2 separate regions of the Mus musculus genome follow, and region 1 is linked to region 2. The links are chromatin contacts, called in public Hi-C maps. All regions are on one chromosome and are shown on one strand. The core of a region is the stretch at or near the end of the contact, and the rest is flanking DNA. Distances in the headings are between cores, read along the strand shown. Region 1 overlaps Eipr1 (EARP complex and GARP complex interacting protein 1). Region 2 overlaps Trappc12 (trafficking protein particle complex 12).

Region 1 (2,869 bases), core at 81-2,580, 110 kb before region 2:
GCAATGGCAACTCTATTATTAGACTTAAGATACTGACATTGTCACCGGCATATCCGCTATCTAAAATACCCCTAGAGTTATATATATTTTATACTTTTAGCAATACAATAAGGAGTCACCTGAGGAACAAAATGACAATAAAATTATGACATAGACACTGTGATTACACATTACAATTTGATCCAGTAGTAGAATCCCATATTGACACCCCAACAGAGCTCTGATTCCTCTGAGAAGATGAATCCCGCAAATATCTGAGCCCAAGTCCTCAGTCCACCTGGGCTTCTGCTCAACTGGCAAGACCGATTTATAGCAGCTGTGTGTTGTCTTGGTTAAATACTGATTTAAAATACTTAGGAGAAGTTTCTGTGAAAATGATGTGCAATGTTCTTAAAAGCCTCAGTAATAGCAAGCTATTTAAAAACCCTGCCTATTTAGAAGACAAAAACAAAAGCAAAAGAAAACAAACAGAAAACACATACAGGGGCAGGAGTCACAACAGCAGAGCCTCTACATTCAGGCTGCGCATTCCCTCCTAGATGCTCTACAACTAAAACTGGAAAGCCAGAGAGGGGTTCAGGGGAAGAGTTCTGGAAAGGGGGGATACAGATGCAGGAGACAGGACTCAGAAGAATGTCTTGATCTCTATCACAGATAGATAGCATAAAAACGATGACAGCCGGGGCTGAAGAGATGCCTCCGCAGTTAAGAATGTGTATGTGCAGTGCACTTGTAGAGGATCCAGGTTCCCTTCCCAGGACCCATGGCAGCAGGCTCTCAACAGACTCTAACTCTAACTCTAGGGAAAATCCAATGCCCCAGCCTCCGTGCACATAGCAACACACAGTCACACACACACACACACACACGCACACACACATACACAAAATTTACAAATATGTAAGCGGCATGAACACACATTTACCTAAAACAATGACATTACTTGAGTTGCCAGATAAATGCTTGGCAAACACTAATGCTTATGGGAAAAGGGACAACCGGCCCATGATTTGCTGTCTCTTCTGAAGTAGTTGACCAGCCTTGGTTGATGAATGAGGGCCTATGTGTCCACTGAGTGTGTGGGGTCACTTGGGCGGTGCTCCATTTGATCCTGCTAATATCTTGTAAAATCTTGGCTCAGTCGTGCAACCTCTGTGAAGGCAGCTGTCTTGTGTGTGAGCTCCAAGGACTGCACAGAAGACAGAGAAGTGAAAAGCACACCACCAAGAGTCCTTCCTCTCCTTCAGCTCTGACTCTGAGCTGGAGCATCACTGCCTAGCATATATCAGCTGAATGGAACAAAGGGTGCTCTGTCCTCCACCCCACATCCTTAACTGCATTAGTCATTCCTGAGCTTATCAGGAATGCACCAGCAGCTGCAGTATGCCTCAGGACATCTCTAAAGCTTGACTCCAAGTCCTTTCTAGTGATAACCACCCCACCCCAGGAGGAGGAGTCAAACAAGGGCAGCAAGCAGGCTGATGTCAGAGCCATCTACAGCCTTCCTTTCCAACCCAGGCTGCCCTGCCTTCTCCAGACTTCTGATTTCCTACCTGAGCCACATGAACATGTCTCCACCCACACTGGCTCTGAATATGCCCTCTAACAGAATTGCAGTGCCCAGGGCCCTGTCTTCTTTGATCACAGCTCCTATTTCACTATTTACCTAGACCTGCAGGACATCTGGAAGGGAATAAATAGGTCAAGACATAGCTGGATTCAACAACCACAGAGCAGCATAGGCTAGCAGCCAACAGTGTTCTCTCAGGGATGATGAAACATCTCAGTCAGTAAAGCGCTTATGTTGCAACATGAAGACCTGAGTCTAAGAATCAGGTAAAAGGCTCCCAAAGCTGGGGGAGCAGAGACAGATAAAAGAAACACTGAGGCTTGCTGGCCTTGGTCTACGTGGCAAGCTCTAGGCCTGGCCTATGAGAGATATCCCCCCCCCCATAACTCCTCCCCCCTGGAGCCAGAGTTAGCAGCTGTTTCGAGCCTGCTGACATGGGTACTGGGAATGGAACCTGGATCCTCTGTGAGTGCATCTTCTTGTACAGCAAGTAGAAAAATTAAAATTCTGGCTCTGCTGTTCCCTTCCAACTTTTCATGTACAGGTTGACCTATTCCCATTGATCTCTCTCCCAGCCACTTCTATAATGGAGCTGGAAGGACGATGGCCAGTGGCTCTCTCCCTGAGCTGAGCTTGATTCAAAGAGCCCTGGCTATTGGAAAGGTTTGCCTTTCTAGAAACCGAATGTCTCCAGAGGGAACAGAGTATGAAGGCTTACCCACACTGACACCCTGATACCTGGCCTGGTCTAACAGGGATGCCATGCCCTGGACCAAACTATTCAGTCACCACCCTAGCTAAATGAGGCAGTCTGGCACATGAAGCAGATGAGATTGACACAAGGTTGATACATGTATCTGCCTGCTCTCCAGAGCAAACCTCGATAACTAAAACAAGGGCAGTGGCATCCACAAAATGTCAAACTATTTGCTCTCTGGAGAGCACTCCTGTTACAGAGAACCGGTGGGTCCTCAGCATGAGCTGAAGCATCAGATCTGAGAGATGGGGTTTTACACTGATCAGAGCACTACTCGGGCACTCAGCCATGTCAGACATTAATTAACACCCTTGCACAAAAAAAAAAAAAAATCACACCTTCATTCTTTGAAACTCTAACGATTTGCAGACTGTCATGTTTAGGTTTCTACTATTTTTCCTTGGGCTGAAATACCAAAAAACACTCTCTTACAAAAATATCCACTTGATACAATTTGCACCTAAAAAAATCTTAGTTTTCTAAGTAAATATGAGGAAAGTTGTTCCGTCCGGTACAAAGAAGGTGCAAGGGGCAGCCATCAA
Region 2 (2,869 bases), core at 270-2,769:
CTAACTTGTCGTTGTAAAATTTCCACAGAAAACAGTTTATATTGCTGAATTTAATTGCACGGGCCTAGGTCTAAACAGTCTAATTAAAACTGCTCACTCCGCCCGAAAATGGGCGTTTTCCTCTGAACTCCATCCAGAAAATCTCACCTTTGTTCTGATTGTTTTACTGTGAGGGTCATTTTTTAATGATTGATGGATTTGACATCTGAAGGCAGTCTTTCCCACCAGACCCTCTTGTGAGGACCTCACCCCGAGCTGTGCACCTGAGGAGCCAGTGTGACTCGGGGAGCTCTGCCGGGCTGTCAGTCACTGAATTTCCAGTCCATTCTCCACGTGGGCCCTGCCAGCGGGTTTTCAGCTTCTCTCTCATTTCAAATACATCCCATGCCTGGCTTGCCTCCCGCCCTGGGCACGGGTGGCCTGCCACAGAGCTGGCGGCCTTGCTGCCAGCTGCAGGCAGGCACTGAAGCCGCCACGGAATCTGTCAGCAGCAGACGCCCAGAGCAGCGCTGTTAACACCTTCCGAGCTGTGGTGAGACGGCTCATCAGCTCATCCTCAGCCAAGGTCGTCCTGCTCTGACTGAGCGGCCGCCAGCGGGCAGGTTACCAAGGGGAAGAGCGTGCTCCTCGCTTTAGAGCGACTGGCAGCCCTCCACGTGGCCAGCTCCTTGGACCTGGCAGGAAAGTCTGTGACCACAGCCCAGCCATAGGACAGTGTGTTTCCTCTGCACCTCTGCAGACAGGTGACGTGTGACATTGGGTGTAGACAGGCTCTTGTAGTAGGTGACCTTGACACAGAAGAATGGGTTTCCTAAAACCTCTCCAGCTGTCCTCACAGCTCTTTCCGACTCTTGAACACATTACAGCTTTTAGAAGTTCTGTGTGAGATATTTGCACATGGTCTGTTGCCACAGGGCCACTTTGTTCCTGGTATCTTCCCACATCCACCTCCCTGGTGACATCATTGCAGAGCCTCCCCCACCTCCCCATGGGCTGCAGCCCTCAGCCAAGGAGGGGCCTGCTTCCTTCTGTCCCACCGCCCCCTGTGAGGCCTGCCTCTCCTCACTGCTGTGGCCTGTAGCAGCCTGAGAAGGCACCGGGAGCCTCCAGTCTCCTGAAGTCTCTGAGCCTTGGTTGCCTTCTTAGGCTTGCAGCACTGGTGGTGCCCAGCCACAGGCTGAAGATGCTCAGGGAGGAAGTCGCTGCTCAGCTGCAGTGCACTCAGCTTGCCTTTCTGAGAGACTCTGTTAGAAAATAGTGTAACAAAAAACGCTTTCCTTTGTTTTACTGCAGTAGTGACACCGCCAGCAATGTAGGCACAGGCACCAAACGTCTGCCTGTGACATCCTGTCACCCAAGGTTCTGAACGGGACGGATTATCATGTCTCAAAAATACTTTCTCCATGGATGTAATTTAAATTAAAAGTTTGATTTAATCTTGATTTTCATGAGTTAAAGAAATGCTGTAAGGAAAGTGGATGTGAGCACATGCAGTCTGCTGCCATCTAGTGGACACGACAAGTATTGCCACAGTAGCTGGGCTGCATAGCTGGGGCCTGTGTGCCAGCTAACAATGACCTAATTAATCAGCCTTTTAATGATAAGAAATTTGCTCATATGTTCTAGTTCTGAGAGTCCCACTATATATTTCCAGGAACACCCGCTTGCAAGACAAAGCCCTTCGTTCATAAATGTGATATCCTGAGGTTTCACAGTAGCCATAAGATACCTGGACAGTTTTCAGCTTCACGTCCTTATACCTCCCACACAGCATTGACTATTGTGGCTTCTCTTTTGTGGGGAAGAGCCTGCCACACACAGGGTGCCTCCTCTTTGCTTGGAAAACACTACATAAAGCCTTTGTTGGCAACAGAACAGCCATTAATACAATTTAGCAGTCTCTCAGCCAATGCAGTTTTTAGGTGCAAGTCAGGCAAGAATGCTTTTGCCCACATATGAGTGTTTGTATTTCTATTCAAGGGCAGGTCAGTGTAGTCAGAAGAGTAGAGCGGACACACTACAAGAAGCTGTTGTCAGCTGGCCTCCAGGTTCCCAGAATGAGTGATTTCATTGACTAACAGCCAACTAGGTGGCCGTCAGTGACAGCCCTGAACACTCCCTCTAACCGCCCCCAGGCTTGTTGACACATGCTGACACTGATGCCGATAGCACCTGCCTGACAACCCCTTCTCTGCTGCTGCTTTTTCGGATCAGTCCCAAACCTGTGGATCCACCCTGCCTCCTAGGAGAACTGTAAAATCCTATCAAAACTGAACCTGGTGGTACATACCTTTAACACCAACATGGGAGACAGAAACAGATGGATCTCTTGAGAGTTCAAGACCAACTGAGTCTCTATAGTTAGTTACAGGCTGTACAGAGCTATACCGTAAGACTCAGTCTCAAAAAAGTTATATATAATGGGTATATTTATAGCCTGTTTCTTTTCTGTTGGGCCATTCTCAGTAGCATGTACCCTTGACCCTAGGGCAAGTTTGAAAGGCAGCAATGCCAATCAAAAAAATCTAAGATCCTAGCAGGGCTTACTCCTGAGGCATACTGACCCTCCATGCCATGCACCCTGGCCCTCCATGAGCTGTCCATCAGAAGCATCATGAGCAGGGTGGAGCCTAGGTCACGATGGCCTGTGATCAGATGCAGTACTGTGACTCGGCACAGCCTGCCCTCTGCTCGGTGAAATAAAACGTAAGGGTACGTACCAGGTTGGAGGAGGAGACCAGGATGGACCTTAGGGGCCATGGGCTAGACCCTGGTCAGCCTGAGAGCAGGCCCTCAAGTCGCACAGGGTGGCGTGTCCGTGTCCCCTCAGCCATGACCCTGACTGCCCAAAGGCTGCCTTCTCCCCTGA

Evidence for each region. A called contact is a pair of places that touch in the nucleus more often than the background predicts.
Region 1: a Hi-C map of liver shows a contact between it and region 2, with 2.4 times the contacts expected there. The contact joins two enhancer-like sites. A contact is called at or near these places in 7 of 484 Hi-C or Micro-C datasets (the P5424 cell line, Sertoli cells, forebrain and 4 more) and 1 of 115 datasets of contacts at active chromatin or transcription factors (embryonic stem cells).

What each region holds. Positions count from the first base shown.
Region 1 is chr12:28,803,837-28,806,705 of GRCm38.p6, reverse strand. All of the region lies in intron 3 of Eipr1 (EARP complex and GARP complex interacting protein 1), which reads right to left. Among named protein-coding and RNA genes, the nearest start is that of Gm46345, 38 kb to the right of the region's middle. Within about 2 kb of position 1,330, at least 131 of the 459 cell types and tissues checked have an H3K27ac peak or open chromatin away from gene starts, as enhancers often do. A contact at or near this core is called in Sertoli cells, embryonic stem cells, liver and 1 more, where this site is marked.
Region 2 is chr12:28,698,496-28,701,364 of GRCm38.p6, reverse strand. All of the region lies in intron 8 of Trappc12 (trafficking protein particle complex 12), which reads left to right. Among named protein-coding and RNA genes, the nearest start is that of Mir6937, 21 kb to the right of the region's middle. Within about 2 kb of position 1,519, at least 102 of the 459 cell types and tissues checked have an H3K27ac peak or open chromatin away from gene starts, as enhancers often do. A contact at or near this core is called in Sertoli cells, embryonic stem cells, liver and 1 more, where this site is marked.